2 separate regions of the Xenopus tropicalis genome follow, and region 2 is linked to region 1. Evidence: chromatin contacts called from public Hi-C data. All regions are on one chromosome and are shown on one strand. Each heading gives the region's core, a stretch centred on a gene start, on an enhancer-like site or on the middle of the called end of the contact. The rest is flanking DNA. Distances are from core to core; before and after follow the strand shown.

Region 1 (6,102 bases), core at 2,629-5,128:
AAACCCCATTACTTCTGAGTTAGACACTTATCAACATAAGCAAGAGAATTCACTTACATAGAATTGTTTCGACAAAACAACACAGGTTTCCAGGGTCAGATCAAATAAGCCAGCGTCTCCTAAATGCTTTTAAAAATCATTCAAATGTATATTTTCATATTAAAGGCTGCTGAACATTCAAAATAATATCTGTAACATTGTATTTAATATGCCCTCTTCTTAAATTTCTTCTTCTAAAAAAAATGTAAATACTTTACATAGTCTTCTAAGTAAATTAGTGGAGTGCTTACATTTCGAAGTCAGTTACTCTTGGCAAACCATTCTTAATATACTGACCCAACATTCTGCTATGGGTTATAAGGAATTATGATTGAAAGAAATAAAATGTAGGGCAAATTAAAAGTTACTGTGCATAAGGGAGGCATTGCTTCATTCACTCTCAGTTTATCAGAGCAAGTATATACTGTATGTATGTATGTCTGAATATTTTTATTTATATAGAGCTACTGTATCTGCAAGTTATTTCTTTCTTGTGGTTATATGTTTCTGGGAATCTTGTAGACTACAACACCCCTGGCTATAGATTCTGGTACATGTTGTTCATAATGGTTTGAATTTTGGCCTTCCTAACAGTGCCTGTTGGAGCACTACCCCACAGGGCATCCAACAGAAACAGAGAGTGGAAAGGGGCTAGGTGGCCTTCCCTGGTGTGTTCCAATTGGTCCATTGGCCTCAAGGGGTCAGTTATGGATGGAGTTAATATTTGAAACCCAAGCCTCCCTGTTACATGAGCAACCAACAGGATATGGCCAAGGGATGGGGCAGAAGTATAGAAGTGGGGTAGAGTGTTTCTTAGGATACAGAATAGGCCCAAGTCCTTTCAGCTTAGTAATATTATGTCTTTAATTTTGTGTTTGTTGGGGAATAGACACATCAGGTGTTGCTTAGTGTGGGTCCTAGGGCTGTTAAAGGGGTATTCCACAAGTTGCCTTGTACTTGGCAGTAGAGATGTAGCGAACTGTTCGCCGGCGAACTAATTCGCACGAAAATCGAGCCAAATTTTGACCTCTCACCCCAGAGCCAGCAGATACATGGCAGCCAATCAGGCAGCTCTCCCTCCTGGACCACCCCTGGACCACTTCCTTCCATATATAAACCGAAGCCCAGCAGCCATTTTACATTCTGCCTGTGTGTGCTTGTTGAGTTAGCATAGGGAGAGAGCTGTGCAGGGGTTTGAGGGGCAGTTTAGGTAGCTTTGCTGACTAGTAATCTACTTTCTACCGCTCTGTATTAGCACATAGGGAGAGAGCTGTGCAGGGGTTTGAGGGGCAGTTTAGGTAGCTTTGCTGACTAGTAATCTACTTTCTACCGCTCTGTATTAGCACATAGGGAGAGAGCTGTGCAGGGGTTTGAGGGGCAGTTTAGGTAGCTTTGCTGACTAGTAATCTACTTTCTACTGCTCTGTATGTAGCTGCTGTGGGCAGCTGTCCTGCTGATCTCATCTGCTGTAACCCAATAGTCCTTGTAAAAGCAGTTTATTACAAAAGTTTAGAAATGTAGTGTGATTTCTGCCCTTTACAGCACAAAACGCAACGCTATGTCAACAACGTATTTTTCAGAGAAATTTTTGCCCTTGATCCCCCTCCGGCATGCCACTGTCCAGGTCGTGGCACCCTTTAAACAACTTTAAAATCAGTTTTCTGGCCAGAAATGGCTTTTCTAGGTTTTAAAGTTCGCCTTCTCATTGAAGTCTATGGGGTTCGCAAAGTTCGCATAAGTTTGGCAGAAGTTCGCGAACGGGTTCGCAAACTTTTTTTGTGAGGTTCGCTACATCTCTACTTGGCAGTGCTGCGCTCTGTAACTTACACCAATTTTTTGCTTTTCTTTTTGAATAAGCACTAAGGGGTGCACATTTGTGCCTCTTAGTGCTCTGGCACTTGCATACAGAGCCATAGTAACTAGACCCCCTTATAAAGGTAATTCACTTTGCCTGGATGCATATGGCCAAGGCCTACCCCTCCTGAATAAATTAGTAACCATAGCAATCATCTCATAGCAAACACTAAATACTTTTGACATATTACAGGGTTAGATTCACAGGGTGACTTGGTGGAAGGGTGTTGGATTGTGCTTGTCAATTTATTGTGAGGCATGTCAGGAGTTTTTATAAAAGTTTCCCAGTAGTTTTTGGAAAAAACAAATGCTGTATGCACCAAATCCACAATGTTTAAACTCTTCCAAATACTCATACCTCAATAAACATGCAGCAGAGTTGCAGCCAAACCCTAATTTTCTTATTTAATTAAGAGAAAAATAAATAAATTGCATGAACTCTTAATCAAATTATTGTTGTGTTCATTTGACCAGAGGTTTAAACTGATGACTTTCAGATTCAGCGTGGCTGTACACTTGGGAATCCTTATCTCAAGTCTGACCCAAATCCTGGATTTGGCTCATCCCTAGAACAAAAAAATCACATCCTGTGTTTAGTAGCATAGGCAGATTTTTTTTTGTCCGCAAGTTGTGCTGCTTTTATCCTGAAGTTCCTTTTGGAAAGTTTTCTGTTAATGTAGAATATGGGCCTTCATGGAAGCATTTTCTTATTGAATGAATGAATTTACGGTAACAGACATAGGGGCCGATTCACTAAAGTGCGATAAAACGTGCGTTATTTCTAGCGTGCGGTAAAATTTTTATCGCGTCTTAATTTTCGCGACTTTTCACACGATTCACTATAAGCATACTTGCGCTATTTTACGCACAATATTGCATGCGTTATTTAACTTGCGAAGACTATTTCCATGCGGTATTTGACAGTACATGCGCTAAATAACGCACTCGAACAGTCGCCGCATATAAATAGTAGCTTAGAAATAGTGTATAAAAATTGTTGCCGCATATAAATAGTAGCCACATATAAATGGTAGCATATAAATAGTAGATGCTTATAAATAGTAGCCACTAGTGATGAGCAAATGTGTTCTGGTTATCTTTAGTGAAAAATTAGCAAATCTTTTGAAAGATCCATGAAACGGCAAAAATGTTGTGTGGGCAAAAAAATTGTTGCCCGCGACTAATATTTTTTGACGCCTGTGTAAGTTTTTGGACGTGCTGTGAATTTTTGCGTGCAAATTTTTTCATGCGTTTTGCCATTGGCAGATTGTTTTGCCATTTCATCACTTGTAGCCGCATTTAAATAGTCGTGCGAATAAACGCACCCCATGTTAGCCATACACGCCAATACTTGCGGAAAATTACTGTATTAAAAATGACGATTTCGCTGCAAACTGGCAGCTGCGTCACTCTAGGCGAAACACATACTTGAATAAATAACACTGCAAAGTCCATATTTTATTGCCAAAAGCTCATTAACTGTACTTTTCTATAATTATCGCCTGCCTGAAGTAGGTGTTAATTTTCGCATAGCCTAATGCGATATTTAGCGCACCTTACTGTTTGTGAATCATGCGATCGTATTCTTTTCTGTGCGCAACTAGTGCATGCGGTCGCGCGAAAAATAACGCATGCGATATGGCCCCTTAACGCACGCGATAATACTATGGTGAATCGCGCGCTAATTATCGTGTCTAATTTAACGCAAAAAAGCATGCGATAAATTTTATCGCACTTTAGTGAATCAGGCCCATAGTGATTCTGCCGGTGACATACAAATAATTACACTAGATTTACATCTGGCAGTTCTGCGCGGGAGTTTGCCTGCCTTAGCCTTATCCGTATTTGTGTGTATCTAGGGGGGGTGTTGTGTTGTAGGGTTTAATTTCAGGAGTGGCTCATGTCCTTGGTTTGTCAGTAGTGTTGGTATTCATGTGTTCTACCCACAATAAACTCCAACAGTGTTTAAACTGTTTAGTTCCCTCCTGCTGCTCTCTGAGCATGGAGGTCTAATTCTTTTCAGCTGCCATTGTCTCAGATGTCCTTTTACAGGAACAAAATAAGCCGCAAAAAATTTGTTGCACTACTGTGAGTAGAAGCATTTTGTGTAAAACTCTTTTTTTTTTGTTACAGAGATTATCAAACTGAATTTATTATGGCTGCTGAGTTTAACCCTTTGGAATCTGTAGTTTACGGTGTAAATGTGAGTTAAAAAGTGGCATGAAAGCATTTTACCCCTGTAACAGCCCATTTGTATTGACAATACACTGATCTGGTAATAATCTGGGAACTATTCAGCACAGGGGAGAGAGACAATTTTGCTATGCAACAAAGCTCAGAGTGAGCCCCCAGGCAAGATAATCAAAGTACTAATTACACATTATTATAATGAGTTATGATTTAAAGATTTAATTTCAATTACATCAGAATCCCCTGCAGCTCTCCAGCTGTTGCTGAAACTACAACTCCCAGCATCACACAACTAAGCATGCTGGTACCTGTAGTTCAGCAACAGCTGGAGGGCCACAGGCAAACCTTCCCATTTTCTCAAATAATATCTTAAGGTTCAAAAGAAGCTAGGCTTGCCAGCAGGTGGGGCTGTAGCTGGATTTGGATGCACAGGGCCCTAAAGGTGTAACAGTGGGACCTAGAATCCTGGTTTGGGGGAGAATACTGCAACTAAAATTTGTGGGATGCTTTCATTATTAAAGCACACACTCACATATTATAAAGTATCCCATATACAGGATCCCATATCCCATTATCCAGAAAGTTCCTAATTACAGGAAGGCCATCTCCCATAAACTTTATTTTCAGCAAATTATTTTTTATTATAATTGTAAATTGTAATTTTTGAAAATGATTACCCTTTTCTCAGTAATAATAAATCAGTACCTTGTACTTAACCCTAACAATCCTTTAGGGTTTATTTAAAGCTTAAATATTTTTTTCTAACAGCTATGGTGATCCAAATGACAGAAACATCCCTTATCCAGAAAACCCCAGGTCCCAAGTATTCCGGATAACAGATCCTTTATTTGTACTTTATAATGCCATATAATAAGTCAGTTGTATCTTTGCAGTGTTTGCCCCTGTGAGTCATATAGCTCTACGGGGCAGGGACCTCCATCCTCTTGTGTCTTTGACTCTTAACTGATTGCAACTGTATTTATCTTGTATCTATCTGTATTTATTGTTGTACTTTGTATTTATCTATTATTATCTTAATAACCCCCTGTTTGTATTAATGTATTGTACTGTACAGCGCTGCGTACATAAGTAGCGCTTTATAAATAAAGATATACATACATACATACATACATACATACATACATTTGAGGCTGTTCTATAGTTCAATATTCCCAGAGGCCTTAGGGCCTGCTGCCTCTGTGGTTCCCTCCTTTGCTTGTTCACTGGCCTCACAATGTACACGAGGAACCCAGGAAAGTAACTGCAGCACAGATAGATGAGCTGTGATTTAATCACACAGTAAAAATAACCGGCCACATACCCTGTTTAAAAACTTGCCTGCTTCATTTCTCGGCTCCATTACAAAATAAGATTATAGCCGAAGACTTTCTTTAAGGAGCTTTACTCTCATCTTTCAGCGACTTTGCTGAGATCACACACTGTACGAGTGTGTTTATTAAAGGCCTCTCTGGCTGTGCATGCACAGCTTCTCAAATCTCAATTGGAAAGTTGTTTTTGTAATGCTTATCTGTCCTCAAGTCCTTGACCTGCATGTAAACACATTTGGGCAGGAAAACCTCAGGCCAAGACCCTGTGTCCTTGTGTCAACAACAGAGGGAAAAAAAAGAAGCCAAAGTGACCACAGCTTAACCTGAACTGGCCTGGAGTGCCCTCTGCTGCCCTTTGACCAGTCACTTCCATAATCTTTGGCCTGCTGAAGGAACACTGAGCAAGGAGCGGAAAAACCAGTGAAAGTGAGAATAGATTAACCTGGTAAAAATACAAGCATTGATAAACAGCAGACTTTCACTGTGTTTAACTACAATACAAAGTGTTTCCATGGAACAGTCAAGCTTTAAAGTGAGTTGCTTCTAAGCCAGGATGAAATGCCTGCTGCCCTCATATTGCTACTTAAGCACCCAGCTTTTCTTTAGATGCTGGCTAGGGCATCTGGGAAATGGGGATTAGCAATGAGTGAATCTGTCCTGTTTCACTTTGCCCAAAAATGGGAAAAAACAA
Region 2 (5,533 bases), core at 1,631-4,130, 330 kb before region 1:
AAGCAGGGATGTGTGAGCTCTGGGTGCGCTCCTAGGAACTAGGGAGCTTCAAATGAAGAACATGGGCAATGTCATTCTGAGAATAGAATCCTTATGGGAATGATTTCAAGCCACATACAAAAAAAAAAAAATAGATCAACAAAATACAGGAGAACAAAAAAAAAGCATCCTTCCCTAAAATAGGGTTGGAATATTTAGGAAAGATGATTTATAAACCAATTATGCTAATACGTTGCAATTAAACAGCAGGGAAGAGATGTAACACCAAGGAACAGAAAAACGACTTCTGTCAGATAAGAGAATATATGTATGTGTATATATATATATATATAATTTATTGATATATGTATATTGTTGTACATTAAATACTTGTGTCTTGAGTGGATTGGTTGTGGCAGTATATAAACACTTGCTTAATAAACAATAGGACACCATTAAACTAAAATACACAGAAGAATATGGGAAAGTCATGCCTACTTTTCATAAAGAATTCCATAATAAAATAATAGAATGGTGTAATTGTAACTCCATAAAAATGTACTGGAGAGAAAGGGGCTTTATGGAGATGGATTTAGGGAAGGAGAGAGAGAGAAACAGCTTGTGTAAAATAACAGTCTGATGAAAATGCCCCCAGTAGACCAGTAAAAAATGCGCTTTTTCTCCTTTTTATTAGTCATAAGAAGAAGATTGAAAAATGTAAAAAGAGGCCGGGTGGCTGGGAGCTGCCAGGGAAGGGGAATTCAGATTGAGGGCAAATAATTGTATTTGGGTGGGTGCTTGTGTGTCCTATTTGGAGAGTGGATCTCCGGCTGTGCTGCACCAGGATCCCTGTTGGTAAATCCATCATTACCGTTCGGATACAGGGAGAATGCCGGGCTACTAAATTTATCTTCCATTTGTAGCGCTTTAATAGACATTTATTAAATGCTCTCAGAGAGAGACATGCGGCGCCTGATTACATCCCAGTTATAGGCAGAACAGAAAGGCGCGCGTTACAGGCAATTTACTGGAAGGGAAGGGAAAAGGGAAGGAAAAAGACTGGAGATAAGAGAGAGCAGGGGACTCTGAAACAATCAATTGCATTTTCCTATCCAGTCGGACTGGAAGGCAAAGACATTCACGACCAAAAATAGTGGCCCCTTCTCTGCAGGATTCACCGCTGCTGGGGCCCTCAGTGCCCACGGAAGGCTGCCAATTAACTAATACATGTTCTCCAAGTTGCCCTCAGACAGGGTCAAGGTAGGGAGCTGGTACTTAGAGGGTTAATAGGCCTTTAACGCTTTAACAGCTGCTGTGCGGTTTATCTGCGGGGGCTTCTGGGAGCTGTAGTGCAACATCAACTACTGTATGTATCCCTAACAGCAAACAGCAGCGCTTCTAAGCGTTCCCCCAAACAAACATGATCTGTGTATAGAGTTTCTCTTACTACTTGAAAATAGTACCCTCCCAGTCGTAGTAAAACTACATCTCCCAACATTCACAGCTATCTCAAAGTTGTAAGAGACAACAATTAGGGGATGGAATTAAGTCCAACCCCCCCTCACGGCATAGACATATAAATGTCATTTCCTCTTGCAAACGCAATGAAAATGTAAAAACTGGCAGTTAAATGTCCTTTCCACTCTGTACCATCTGCAGCTCAACCAGCCAAACAATTTCACTTGTATCATCTGTGGATCCTGCGCCAATCTGCAATAGCAATTCCAATAATCCAGCTGTATATTATATATATATATATATATATATATATATATATATATATATATATAAAATGGACATTTCTCATTTCTTTCCCTCTATACAGAATGTATGGTCTCATTGCATATATTTTCCTGATTTTTAGACAGCTAATGGCCTATGATCTCCAGTGCATTAATCTCTTCTAATACAGCCAGAGTAACATTCTGCCTGAGCAAACTCAAATATCTTTACTCTGCTCCCAAAATCCATCTCTGGGTGCTAATGCATCTAATGTATTTAACTCTGTAAGCGGTGCAAGCAACAGGGATATTGGAAAACGATTTTTTTTTTCCAGAGAAACACTTGGGCTACGTTAAAGTTTCTAAAAAGAAAATAAATACAATTGACATTGTGCTGGGGGAAAACTCATTAGTTCGGTGTCTCTCTCTAATCCAGCAAGAGAAGTGCAAATTATAGAGTTCTGCCTGAACACACGCTCTGTCAAGTGAAATCAGCCCAGCGCACTGCTGATTCCCACTGCCCAGCCGTCCCCTTGCCTGCTGCTCTCTGGGAAAGGGGCTTGGCTGGAAAAATATTTTTCTAATGGGGGGGGGGGGAAGAAGACTTTTTACATTTTAGGAAGAAGAAGATCCAGCCTCGTTTCCCATCGGTAATCCCAATAAAATGAATATTGCAGGGCTAAGCAGCCTTTGAAAGAACAATATTCCTCTTCCAGGAGGGGAAGGAGGGCTGCAGACTCTCCCTGTTTTGGTAATTAAGCAAGGAGAAACTAAGAAAGCAGATGTGTTTGCTTAGCTAATCATTGGCATGTTTCTTTCTGAGAACCTCTAGCGCTTGGAAATTCCTTTGATTTTTTTTTTCTTCTTTAACCTCTCAAAAAGGAATCTATCTGTATAAATTGTGCCCCAGCAGTGCAGCTCCCCGGGGTCACGTGGCATTCTTTACACTAGTGTTTCACTTTGTCAACAGAGATCACTATTATAGATAAGTGAGCCCCATGCCTTTTTATGATCCGGGGGTAATAATGCGCCGGGTCCATTTCAGCAGACAGCACCAACTATTATCTTTGCATTATCAGGGAGCAGATAAGATTTATAACTTCTGTAACAGCTCCTTTAGCCGTGTGAGTGCTTGTGTTGTAGGGAATGGAGCCGCCTCTCCCCTCTGACAGGTGCTACAGTGCGCAACTACTCACTGCTCACTCCCTGCGCCACTTAGCCCTGCAATTCTCTAGTGTTTACACTTTCTGCTGGGAATATTTATCCCCCGACACCTTGGGCAGACCTTGCTTGTCACCTTTTGGATGCCACAGAGGTCAGCAATGTGTTCAGGCTGCCTCAGGCCCTAGTCTTTAACCCCCAGTTGCCCTCGGGGGTCACTATTATAACCTAACCCCTTTGCACAAGGCCACGGATCTGAAACCCCCCAGATGTAGTTCAAAAAAATGAAACCCCCTCTTGCCATTTTTATTTTTCAAATTCTGACTATTCTTATTTAACCCTTCTTATTTAAACTTTTTAGCGATCATTCTTCGCTCTAAGTGGTTAAATCAACATTTGCACTCTGCTGGGAAGCCTGAGGTTAAAGGGAGAGCGCACAGTTAAGTGTTTGCGCCATCAGTGGCTTTCGGGGTTCTAAACAGAGAGTGGGGGGGTTCCTTTTAGCCTAGTAGGTTACCGAAACTTATCTGCCCAATTTCCCAAGGCCAGCTGGTACCAGGCACCCTCAGATAAACCGAAACGTTAGCAATTGTGTTACAGTCCTACCCCTCTAGTTAATGTTTCATTAGCAGATAGAAACCCTTTCCTGACACAACCTATGCCTCACCTGCATTACATTTTGCCCAACACCTTGCTGCACACTATAATAAAGGGGATCAAACGCTTTTAAGGAGAATGCGCCCTTTTCATAGAAAGAGACGCCTCCGCAGAGGAAAACAATATGGCAGCTCCCAAGCATAGCATTAATTGCTGTTTCATGCTAACAATACACTGTTCCCTCTAATATGCTTATTTATACCTACATGTAAACAGGCAATGAGAATGAGCACTATTTGTCCGATCCCCTTGGCTTTGCACTGGTCAGAGAGCACCCCTTCCTTGCACCCAGCACTGCACATCTATCAGCACATCTATCAGCAGAGCCGCTGCCTGGGAGCCGCAGGGCCAAGGGCAGAATGTTACTGTATTACAGAATGATCAGAAGCCTTTCCCTGGGCCTTCTCCTTGCACAAAGCTGTAGGCAGAGAATGTAGCCTTCCCCTGACTGCTGGCTGCTGCTCACAGATGGAAGGTCCCCCGCCTGTCCTCCCTCAATGTGTTTTGTATTACTAAGCTCTGCCTTTGCCTTGTACAGCAGCTAACATTGTACTGAGAGCCGCCATGTTGGCTCAGCTAATAGGACAGCAAGTCACAAGCAAGCTTAAAGGCATACTTTCACACGCTTGGTTTGTCACTAAAACACCCCCTAAAAATTCCACTTAACGTAAACACAAGCCCTGAGACCAAATAACATAAAGGAAGCAGCTTCACTGTGTGTGTGGGGGGGATCACTGGGAAAAGGGATGATCTGCACATTGCAAAAGAATCCAGACCTTAACATAGGAGCATACACTTAACCCCTTCTCACTAGATCACAAGCGGGTTATTCAGCCGAATGCACGGTGAAATATCACCCCACTCGCTACATCTTTCAGATGGGAGGGAAAAAAAAAGAAAAAAAGATTTCAGTTGCTGGATTTACTGTCTGAGATCGTCCTTGGTTAACTGCAGATTGGGAACAGTCTGGCGAAAAAGACACTTTTATAGTGTTGCCATGTTGAGCAGCAATGCTTAACCCTTGCAGTCCGGGCCTCGGAGGCACTGCATGTCTGAGCCTACCTCCCCAGCCTTTTCCTAGCAAGGAGAGGGTTAAGATCTCACAGAACTTGCTCCTAAATCACATCCCCCTCTTTTGTCCTTTTCAAATGCTTTGCTAGATCTTTTGTTCTAACTCAGCATGGGAAGGCAAACTTGCTTTAAACGTAATAAACTTAACCCCCCTCCCAAAAACTGCAGCCTTCAAACAAATCCTCCTTTAAAGCAGCATACATGCATACACAGGTTTTGTGTTCAGCGATCATACACAATCTGCCTAGGACAAGAATAATGCATTCGGGCAATGTAATAAGACAGGCAGGGACTGGCTTTTGATTTTCAAAATCATAAATTATAATTTAATACCAATGACAATTTACAACACATGTTTACAACAAGCTAACACAAAACAAACAAGAGATCCTGTGTTTTTTGTTTCTTTTTTTTAGCTTTTTTTATACAAACTTCACACACTCACAAATGACTTGCAATGGAAAATTTTTAAACCTAGAGGTCAGCACTACTCTGCAATTGTCATCTTGCTCAACACATCCTTCTCCCTATATATGTGCTCTGTATGTATATATGTATGTGTACACACACACATATACACACATACAAACATACATTAATATCATATGTATCCATTTTCATTATGTCACATCCGTACATCATTTTCTGGTCCAGACGTGCATTTCAAATAAATTAAAAGTGAACTTTTTTTTTTTAAATTAACTAAAACGTAGATCGTTTTGGTAAAAATAAACCACATTGAACTGTGGGTGAATAAGTCTTAAACCAATTACAGGCGTTCATAGCACAGCATCTGCTAGATGCCTAAATTTAAATTTATGAGGAAAAAAAAATAATATATAATCCAAACCAGTTCTCTGTTGTAGTTTTGTGTTTTAGATATATAGATATATATTTATAATTACAAGGCCCAGTGCATGTTGTAATTGATTGCTATGAATTAA

The links. Hi-C and Micro-C count contacts between places; a contact is called where the count stands out from the background.
Region 2: a Hi-C map of neurula embryo shows a contact between it and region 1, with 4 times the contacts expected there. The contact joins two enhancer-like sites. A contact is called at or near these places in 3 of 5 Hi-C or Micro-C datasets (brain, neurula embryo and tailbud embryo).

What each region holds. Positions count from the first base shown.
Region 1 is chr3:113,664,962-113,671,063 of UCB_Xtro_10.0, reverse strand. No RefSeq gene overlaps it. Among named protein-coding and RNA genes, the nearest start is that of nr2f2, 320 kb to the left of the region's middle. Within about 2 kb of position 3,878, at least 1 of the 11 cell types and tissues checked has an H3K27ac peak or open chromatin away from gene starts, as enhancers often do. A contact at or near this core is called in neurula embryo, where this site is marked.
Region 2 is chr3:113,997,353-114,002,885 of UCB_Xtro_10.0, reverse strand. It overlaps a transcript of nr2f2 not described here. Among named protein-coding and RNA genes, the nearest start is that of nr2f2, 9.9 kb to the right of the region's middle. Within about 2 kb of position 2,880, at least 1 of the 11 cell types and tissues checked has an H3K27ac peak or open chromatin away from gene starts, as enhancers often do. A contact at or near this core is called in neurula embryo, where this site is marked.